Regions from separate parts of the Mus musculus genome. Here region 2 is linked to region 1. The links are chromatin contacts, called in public Hi-C maps. All regions are on one chromosome and are shown on one strand. Each heading gives the region's core, a stretch centred on a gene start, on an enhancer-like site or on the middle of the called end of the contact. The rest is flanking DNA. Distances are from core to core; before and after follow the strand shown.

Region 1 (4,754 bases), core at 1,313-3,812:
GGAAGGATGGATGAAGGAGAAGGGTAGGAAGAGGAGAAGAGGAAGAAGAAAGAACCAACAGACTAATAAAAAATAAGATGAAGAGCAATTGAGACAACTGGACTTGACCTCTGGCCTGCATGCTCAGGTTTACACGTGTGCACTTACACCTGTGTACATGCACACAAACAGATAGATATACATGCATACTATAGTGGTTTCACCGAGAATGGCTCCCCACAGGTTCATATATTTGAATACTTGGTCCATAGTTTTAGGAACTGTTTGGAAAAGAGGCACAGTATTGGTAGAAGAGGTGTGACACTGGGTATCATTCCCAGTTAGTTCTCTCCCTCCCCTTCTCTCTCCCCATCCCCCTCTCTGTCTCTCTGCCTCTCTCTGTCTCTCTCCGTTTCTCTCTTTCTCTGTCTCTCTCTGTCTTTCTCTCTGTCTCTCTCTGTCTCTTGCTCTGTCTCTCTGGCTCTGTCTTCCTCTCTGTCTCTCTCTCTGTCTTTCTCTCTGTCTCTTGTTCTGTTTCTGTCTTTCTCTGTCTCTGTCTCTCTCTGTCTCTGTCTCTCTCTCTCTCTCTCTCTCTCTCTCTCTCTTTCTCTCTCTCTCTCTCTGACGTATGCCTTGTGCTTGTGGATGTGATGTAAGCTCTAAGCTACTGCTCCAACACCATGCCTGCCTGCTGCCATGTGCCCCCCCCCACATGGTGAGCTCTACCATTCTCGAACCATGAGCCCTCAAATGTTGTCACTCCTGAGTTGGCCATGACACTTTGTCATAGCAATAAAAAAGTCACACACACAAATGCAACAAAGAGAAAACAGTTGTGTCAGGACTACCTTCAACACATGGAGCCTGTGCTGAGTCTGGGTAGTGGTAGAACTGACTGCCACCACCAGGTGTTTTAATAACCAGCTCTCCAGGGAGGAGGGTATGGTGATTTCAATGAGAAACGCCAACCACAGTCTTGGACCTTGGACACTGGGTCCCCAGGTGGCAATGCTCTTTGGAGAGATTTAGGCGGGGCAGCCTTGCTGGAAGAAATGTGCCACTGGGATGAGCTATCATAGTCTAAGGTCTCACAGCATTTCATGCTTAGTGCTTTTAATAAAGGGGTAAGCTTCCAGGGCCCTGTTCTTGCTGCCACACCCAGTTTCCCCACTATGGTGGACTCCTATCTGTCCCTCTGGAACCATGGTCTCAAATACATCCTCCATTCTGGAGGTGGCTTTGGTCATGGTTTTCTTTTCTTTTCTTCTCTCTTCTTTATCATGGAAACAAAAAGTTTACTAATACAGAGGGTGAAGCCCCAGTCCTTGCTATTGACAGCGCTCCATGAGGTAAACGCTCCTGCTGTGGCCAAGCCAGCATTGCTCTTGAGCCTAAGAGGAGACATAGATCAAGTCCCTCCGCGTTTGTACAAGCTGGCCCCAGCTTCTATGGCTTTCCTTCTAAACAGACAGTCCGACTTCTCCAACTCCGTGCAGCAGATACGCGGGCGCGTTCTCCCCTTCCTGGATGCATGCAAGAATATTCTGCACAGCACTGTTTGTTCTCACAGCCGTTCAGAAGCAACCTCTGGGCACATCAGTTAAGCTCAAACAAGTCAGAGTGCATCAGAGAGGCAAAGTGCTCCGCAGGCCTCAGAATGAGGCAGATGTACCGTGCGGGGGCATCATTTGCGAGCTAGATCCTAAGGGACTGGTACAGAGCAGTCTGCGTGCTGCACCATCTGGGACAGCATAGCACGAGATGGCTATTAGCCTGCCTACATATACGTAGGCTATCTTGAGTAGTAATAAAGAAAGGGGTGGGGGGGAGGGGCGTACACGGTGACTTCAGGGAAGAATTTGATTAGATGGTGCCCTGAGTTTAATTAGAGCTGTTTCCATGAGTTAGGGGTATTTGCTGAAGAGCAGGTGACTTATCAATGGCTATATCACTAAAGAAAAAAATGACTCCCCAACCCCGGTAAACATCAGTCATCAGGTAGTTCCTCGGCTAGGAATGAGTTCTCGTGAGCCCCTCCCCCTTCATGACAGAACGTTGATGAGCTCACGCTCATGCAGGTCTTGCGCATGCGCGCGGCAAGTTCACACACAGCAGTTGCGTCGTGTCCAGAAGATGCCGTTTGGAAGCAATCCCATCCTCCAACTCTTACATTCTCTCTGCCCCATCTTCCACAACATTCCCTGAATCTTGAAGGGTGTGGTAAAGATGTCTGATCTGGGGCAAAGCTCTCAACAGTTAGCTATGCTCAGCACTGTGGCCAGTAATGAATCTCTCTGTACCAACTGCTGTGCACAGCCAAAAGAAACTCCTCGGACCAAGGCCAGCCCTCACTCGTCTGTCAGTACACTGTCTGAATTTTTCATGGTGTCTATTTAAAGAAAGCAAAGGACAGTAGCAGAAAGTAGGCGAGAGGAATGAAGGATGGGATCAGTTAGCGAATGAGGAGACCCCGTGAACGGGATGACCCAAGCTATTTCATCGCAGCTCGCACACTTCCTGCCACCTCTGTACACAAGCCTGAGCTGAGGTCTGTTTCAGGGAACCAGGGTGACGGGGTTCAAAGAGAAACCACAGAGCATTCGCTGCTATAATAAGGCCACACACTGAAATGACTGTGGACGCCAGACAGGCACCATGAGTGCGGGAAGCTGTCCAGGGAGTGGCAAAGCTGAATCAAAGGTTTAGCCATGCATAGGGTGAAGCCACAACTCTGCAAAAATGGAAGTGCAGGGTTGCTAGCTTTAGTCACACGACACGTTTCCAAAGAAGTCATATATCTACTGTAGGCAGCTGAGGAGGCGGCTGCGTTTGGTAGCGCTTGCCATGCCCGCATGACCCAGAACCCATGTGGAAAGCCAGATGATGGGAAGGAAACCTGTCATCCCAGCGCTGGGGAAGTAGAGACAGAAGGAACCCTAGGACCCATTAGCTGGGCAGTCTTGCTGAATCGGTAAGCTCTAGGTCCAGTGAGAGACACTGCCTCAGAAATTAAGATGGAGTGACAAGGGAAGGTTCTCAGTGCCGATGTTTGATCTGCATGTGTGCGCACGTGCGCGCACGCACACTCACAATCCAAAATAGTAAGTGAAATCCCTTCTCCTTTGCAAAGCCACTACCTTCGACAGATGCCAACCTCATAATGTGGGCAAAGGAAACATACTAGGACTTTGTCATTGGAGAGAGAACAGTTGCATCTCCATCCCGGAGATGTGAGGTTCACTTTAGGCTGAGCCTTAGATGAGGAGCAAGCACCTGGACCTGCACGCTATGGACAGGAACTCTATCCGTTCCCCCAAGTCCAAGACAATTAAATGTAATGATGGTATTTCCAAGGTCAATTAAGTCCGAAACCTCTTCCTCTTGATGCTATGTGCTAAAGGATTTTAGGAGCTATGAAAAGTCTGTTGAGCTCATATGAAAGTGAAGAAGGAATGGAGGTGGGTGCATGGGGCAGACATGGACAGAGAGTAAAGCATGGTCACACAGAGAGCTACGCCACACAAGCCACAGCATCACATCTGCCTTAGGACAGGAGTGAGGCCAGCGATAGGAAGTCCAGGTATTTCACAAGTGGTTTATATTTCCTTTGACATGTATGTGTAGCTTTGGCACTTGAACCCACAGCCTCCTACATGCTAAGCGAGCACTCTCCTACTAAGCAATGTGCTCAACCTCTCGCAGCAAGCTTTCTGGTTTATTGCTCTGCCTGCCAAATCCCTGTTCCTATTCTAGTTTGATTAGAACTGTCTGAGCCCATCAGAATCAGCAGGAGATACAGCTCAGTTGATAGAGTACTTGACTAACATGCAGAGTCCTGGGCTCAGTCCCTGGCATAAATAGTGTATAATGATGCACATCTGTAATCCCAGTACCCTGGAGGTGAAGGTAGGAGGGCCAGAAATTCAAGAGACCAGCCTAAGCTATAATGAACCCCTATCTGGAGAAAAATATGTACACTTGTTCACACACACACATACACATATACATAGACATACATATACACACATAGACACACACATAGACATAGGCATAACATACATATACACGCACATAGACATACACATAGACATGCACACACATACACATAGACATAACATACATACACATACACATAACATACACACACACACACACAGAGACATAAGCACCACACATAGACATATAAACACACACACACACAGAGTGGTAACTTGAGGACTGTCCCCCATGGTCTTGGGCATTTGAATTTTTGCTCCCCAGTTGGTAGCGCTATTTGGGGGAGCCTAGGAGGAAGTGTGTCGGTGGGCATGGGGAGGCTAGGAGGTAGTGTGTCGGTGGGGAGGGGCTCAGGGTCTTCACTTGCCCTACTTCTAATGTACTCTTTAGGCTTCTTACCTACGGCTTAAGGTGTGAGCTCTCGGCTTCTCGTTCTCCTGCCATTCCTGTTACTTATGCCCTGCCTCTCTTCACCGTCATGGACCCTGCTCCAGCTGGAACCAGAAGCCAAAATACTTCCCTCTAACACTTGCCTTGGTGACGTTGTTTTATCAGAGCAACAGAAAAGTAACTAAAATAGACATACATGGTACATATATCACAGGAAATAATATTATACATGCAAACAGCAACAGAAAATTAGCTAAAATATACATAATACACACATGATACATATATTACATGAAATAATATTACACACACAACAACAGAAAATTAAAATATACATAAACATATGATACATATAATACATAAATTAATATCATTCACACAGCAACAAC
Region 2 (5,084 bases), core at 2,495-4,994, 320 kb before region 1:
ACTTAGCCATTTGCCTTTTTGGAGATTACACATTGAAAAGAGACAGAAACAGAATGCCAGATACCATCTAAGGAGAGATCCAAATTTTCATTTCATTAAAAGCTATGTTATGAGAGGAAATTGAAAACCTGCAAGACCTACCAGATGTGGTCAAAACTGTAAAACAGATACATCATAATTATTTGTTGAAGGGATTTACCAAACTGTCTCACATTATTATACAACACGAAACAGCACAGTGCTGAGTCTTCCAACTTGAAATTTATATTAAGTCATGTTGGTCTGTACCCAAGCCTTCAAATAATATGTAAACATTGATGTTTCTCTCTCAAGGGTGTGGACCAGAGGGGAGTACTACCTCTGACCTGCAACCATCACAAGGCTGCACAGCTGGGTTCTGTGCCCACACTGAGTAGTGCTCTGTCCCCATTACGGTGCAGAGGAGGAAGAACCCCGAAAGAAGGTAACCACAGTCCTGAGAATGGACAGAGGTCTATGGTACAATGAAGTTCACAGTCTCAAGGCAAAGGAGAGAAGATGGGTGACTTGTAAAGTGCACAAGTATCTGAACATGAGTTTGATACCCAGCACCCAGTTAGAAGATGGGAGTAGTGGGCACAGTCTTGTAATCCCAGCATAGGAGAGACAAAGCCAGGCAGATCTTGGTCTGGCCAGTCAGCCTTTCGGAATCGATAAGCCTCAGGGTCCCAGAGAGAGACACTATCTCAGAAACGGAGGCTCATGGGAATGACAGCAGTGTTGGCCTCTAATCCCCACAGGCACCAAACACGTGCCCACACCCACGTATACACAAAGGTCCATGTTGGGAGTGGCTCAGCAGTGGGCAGAGATGCATTTCTAAGTTCTGTGGATCTCCCCACAGTGCAGTCTTCAGAGCGTATCAGAACCATTAGGCACAAGCCTCACTGTGTACCAGTCCCTATAAGAACTAACAGTGAAAGTTAATAATCTCCTGCATGCCAACCCCAGGGCCCATGGAAGTCAGGGACCATGTGTATTATTAATGTAACAAATAAATCTTCTGAAAATCTTGTGATATGACCAAAACTGGCAAAAATAAAGCTGAAGTCTCACATCACTGAGGTACCTACATACACCGATTGCTGACCGGAATAAATGTTCACCAAGCACTAACACCTTGTATACTAGGTGACTCATTAAGCTGAGATGTCACTGTCATGTAGACAGTTTAAAGTTTTTATATAGCTATTTAGCTTTGGAGAGTATATGTATATGTATATGTATATGTATATGTATATGTATATGTATATGTATATGTATATGTATATGTATATGTATATGTATATGTATATGTATATGTATATGTATATGTATATGTATCAATATCAAGCTCCTGCCCTGGGCCACAGCAGAGCATCTAAATCATATGGGAGTCACAACACCCAAGACCAAACTAAGGCTTTGAAAACAGCTAACTCACCAGGCATGGTGGCCCACTCCTTTGATCCCAGTACTTGGGAGGCAGAGGCAGGCAGATGTCTGTGAGTTTGAGATCAGCCTACAGAGTGAGTTCCAGGACATCCAGACCTACACCAAGAAACTTTGTCTCAGAAAACGGAAATTTACTAATAATTAATAATTAAATAATAAACAATAGCTAAGTCTCCACGCACACCAACTTTTAGGAAAAACCAATCAGAAAGGGTTTGCGTTCTGATCCGCATAACAGGAAGCACCCCTTGTGCTGACTTTTAGAAGAGCAGTAAGTGCCAGAGAGCAGACGTTGTCAACACTGCTTTTAAAATTACTGTTACATTTCCTCCAACAACTTTCCAAGATCCACCTGTTCTGTCATACCCATCAGAGCACATATTCTTTCTCAAATCACAAAGGAGAGGCAGTTGTTGTGGGTTTCGTCCTGTGATAGATCACGGTTAACTGATATGTGGAAGAGGTGGATAGCATCTGTGCTCACTGTTTCCTGTGCAGCTCAGCAGACATCGGTGTCCAGTCACACAGCCACATGCCGAGGAGCTTCCAGTGCCAGAAGGAAAAAGTACTTCCTTTCTTTTCTTTTCTTTTTTTCTTTTCTTCTCTTTTATTTTCCGGGTTTTCACGTCAGGGTTTCTCTGTGTAGCCCTGGCTGTCCTGGAACTCACTTTGTAGACCAGACTAACCTTGAACTCAGAAATCCTCCTGTCTCTGCCTCCCAAGTGCTGGGATTAAAGGCATGTGCCTCCTCTGCCCAGCCAGGAAAGTATTTCAATCGACAATGGAGTCATTGTTTTCTCTCAGCGTGAGACTTTGGGTCTAATACATGAAGCTTTAAATCACTTGCTTTCAGAGTACTCTGGTTTCTGTGTATTCCTGTGAGTGTACACGTGCGTGTTTGTATGTGTATCAGAAGACAAACTTGGGTGTCTCCTCTGGTCCCTTCCAGCTTGTTCTGAAGGTACCATTCACACATTTCCCTTTGAAATAGATTCTCCTGCTGGCTTGGAGCTCATCAACTTGGAGAGTCTAGACTATCAGTGAGCAAGTCCCAGGGAGCTGTGTCTCCGTGCATCTCCCCGGAGCTCCCTGCATCTCCGAGACTATCATGTTTACATGGGTTCTGCGGATCTAACTCTCGCTCTTGTGCTTATACAGCAGACTCTTTACTGACCAAGCCACCACCTCTCCTGCCCCATATCTTCTATTTCAAAATGTTACTCTTGTGTCCATAGTTATTTTCATTCATCACTTAAGTGTACTACCGTAAAATATTTTTTCTTAACATGTGACCTTTCTTTATACATGTGTCAGAGTCATTAGTGCTAGCTCCCTAGCAGTCATGCATGATGCTTGACAGTTATTTTCCTAACTTGTTATAAGGCGGTAGAAATTGGGCGTGCTGGCATTGCCTCTTGTCTCTCCACATCCCAGCAATGACAGAGACCAGCACTATTCCAGTTGGATGAACACCCAAGATGCTCTAGTCTGGGTTAGACTGATGTTCCTAACCAGCTTGCCCATACATTAGTGATCAGGAGAGGGGAGGCCGGTTGGTCTAGGATGGCCTCTAGTATCCAGGTGAGTGTTGCCTGGATCAATGAGCAGGTGGGCCACACATCTTCCACCCTCCAATAATGTCAAAGCAAGAGCAAAGAGAAGTCCCCAAGACCTCTGTGTGTATATGTTGTATGTTTTCATGTGTGTGTGTGTATATGTGTGTGTGAACCAGAAGTCAACCTTAGCTGTTGCTCCTCAGGTACCATCGCAGTCTCTTTTCTTGGAGACAGGGTCTCTTAACTGCCTGGAATTTGCCAGGGAGGCCAGGGTTGGCAGCCAGCGAGTCCCAGGGAGCTGCCTTGTCTCGACCCCTCCAGCCCTGGGGTTGCAAGCACGTGCTACCACAATTGACATGTTTTACACAGGTCAGGAACATGTTTTACACAGGTCAGGAACATGTTTTACACAGGTCAGGGACATGTTTTACACAGGTCAGGGACATGTTTTACACAGGTCAGGAGATTGTGCTCACACTCTTCTCGTGGGACAAACACTTCACAGGTTGACGTCTTCCAATCTCTCCCAGCGCCTTTCCATGGGATCGACATTAGCTTGGCTTCCCTTCCTCCATATTCTATTCAGGGCAATACTGCAGCTGGTTGTTTCTAAGCAGCAAACCAACTCGTGATAATCGTTTCAAGTAACACTTCACTGTCAAACAACAATCACGTTCTGCTAACTAATCGGGCATTTGGTCAGGTCTGGACGGGAACAGTTCGCCTGTACTCCACTAGATGGCATCTCCACAGCCCAGGCAGGGGCAGATGAGCCTCCTTACAGCCTGGATTCCAACAGCAAGCATCCCAAGAGCTGGGAAACAGCTGGCTGCTGGTACCCATTCACTGTACTATATCCTTGACTGGATACAGCAGTCCACCACATCGATAAGAGGGATGAACCCCAATTCTAGTGTACGCCATTGCCTGTAGTACCCAACCCTGTGTATATTGGGTTTTTTTTCTATACATATTTACCAATGAGAGCATTTAATTAGACACAGATTGACACCAGCAATAAATAGCAATAAAATAAAACATTTATAATAGCATTCTGTGATGATGCTATGTGAATGCGGTCTTTTTCTTACCCTTCTCCTGAAACAGTCAAGACAAGAGTAATATGTTCAGATCACTGTTAGCCACGAATGATTGAAGTGGCAAAGGTATCTAGGGCAGGGGGCGGGGCATCTCTCAACAGAGTGTTGAAGGATTGAACTGCAGTCTTCAGACTCTACCTTTGAGGGGTGGAGCGATGATGTCACCTGTGAACACCAGTGGTTCTTTGCCCGAAAGAGGGCTTCTGTTGTCCTCGAAATCAATCTACTGCAGTGTGAGCAGGAGCCAAGTGAGGGCCAGTCTCATTCAGGATTTCGTCTGCTTCTTTTAACTAGCACAGAGCTTTGCCCTAGTCTTCTGTTGGCTACTGTCCATAGAGAGAGAGATTTGGTTGCTGCCTGGCTACAGGAGGTACCCTCTTCAGGTTCCATATCCCCAATGCTATGAGTCATGGCTAAGGTCACCCCCCATTGATTCTTGGGCTCATCTCTTATCCCAGATCTCTGTCTTGCCCTGGAGATGCTTCCCACCCCCACCCCTGTCAGTGGCAGATTTCCATCCATTCTCATGATCTTCTCATGGTCATCTCTCCTGTCTCACCCCACACCTGATCTCAACCCCCCATCCCCCTTCCCATTCCCTCTCCCACACTGTTCCCTCTTTCCATCTGCCTCTTATGACTATTTTATCCCCCTTCTAAGTGAGTTTCCAGCATCCTTATTTGAGTCTTCCTTTTTGTTTAGCTTCCTTGGGTCTGTGAAGTATAGCATGGGTATCCTGTACTTTATGGCTAATGTCCACTTATAAGTAAAGTACATACTATTGATGTCCTTTAGGGTCTGGTTCACCTCACTCAGGATGATATTCTCAAGTTCCATCCAGTGGAGCTATAGGGACACAACCCATCCACAAAACTTTCAACCCCAAATTTAATCTAGTTACAAGAAATGCAGGAACAAAGGATGGAGCAGAGGTTGAAGTGGTCAACCAATAACA

What was found. Hi-C and Micro-C count contacts between places; a contact is called where the count stands out from the background.
Region 2: a contact with region 1 is called in a Hi-C map of CD8 T cells, with 2.8 times the contacts expected there. The contact joins two enhancer-like sites. A contact is called at or near these places in 9 of 39 promoter capture datasets (cranial neural crest, frontonasal cranial neural crest, hematopoietic stem and progenitor cells and 5 more) and 7 of 484 Hi-C or Micro-C datasets (B cells, CD4 T cells, CD8 T cells and 4 more).

What each region holds. Positions count from the first base shown.
Region 1 is chr9:115,385,494-115,390,247 of GRCm38.p6, reverse strand. No RefSeq gene overlaps it. Among named protein-coding and RNA genes, the nearest start is that of Mir467h, 6.1 kb to the right of the region's middle. Within about 2 kb of position 2,562, at least 59 of the 459 cell types and tissues checked have an H3K27ac peak or open chromatin away from gene starts, as enhancers often do. A contact at or near this core is called in CD8 T cells, where this site is marked.
Region 2 is chr9:115,703,136-115,708,219 of GRCm38.p6, reverse strand. No RefSeq gene overlaps it. Among named protein-coding and RNA genes, the nearest start is that of D330037F02Rik, 40 kb to the right of the region's middle. Within about 2 kb of position 3,744, at least 20 of the 459 cell types and tissues checked have an H3K27ac peak or open chromatin away from gene starts, as enhancers often do. A contact at or near this core is called in CD8 T cells, where this site is marked.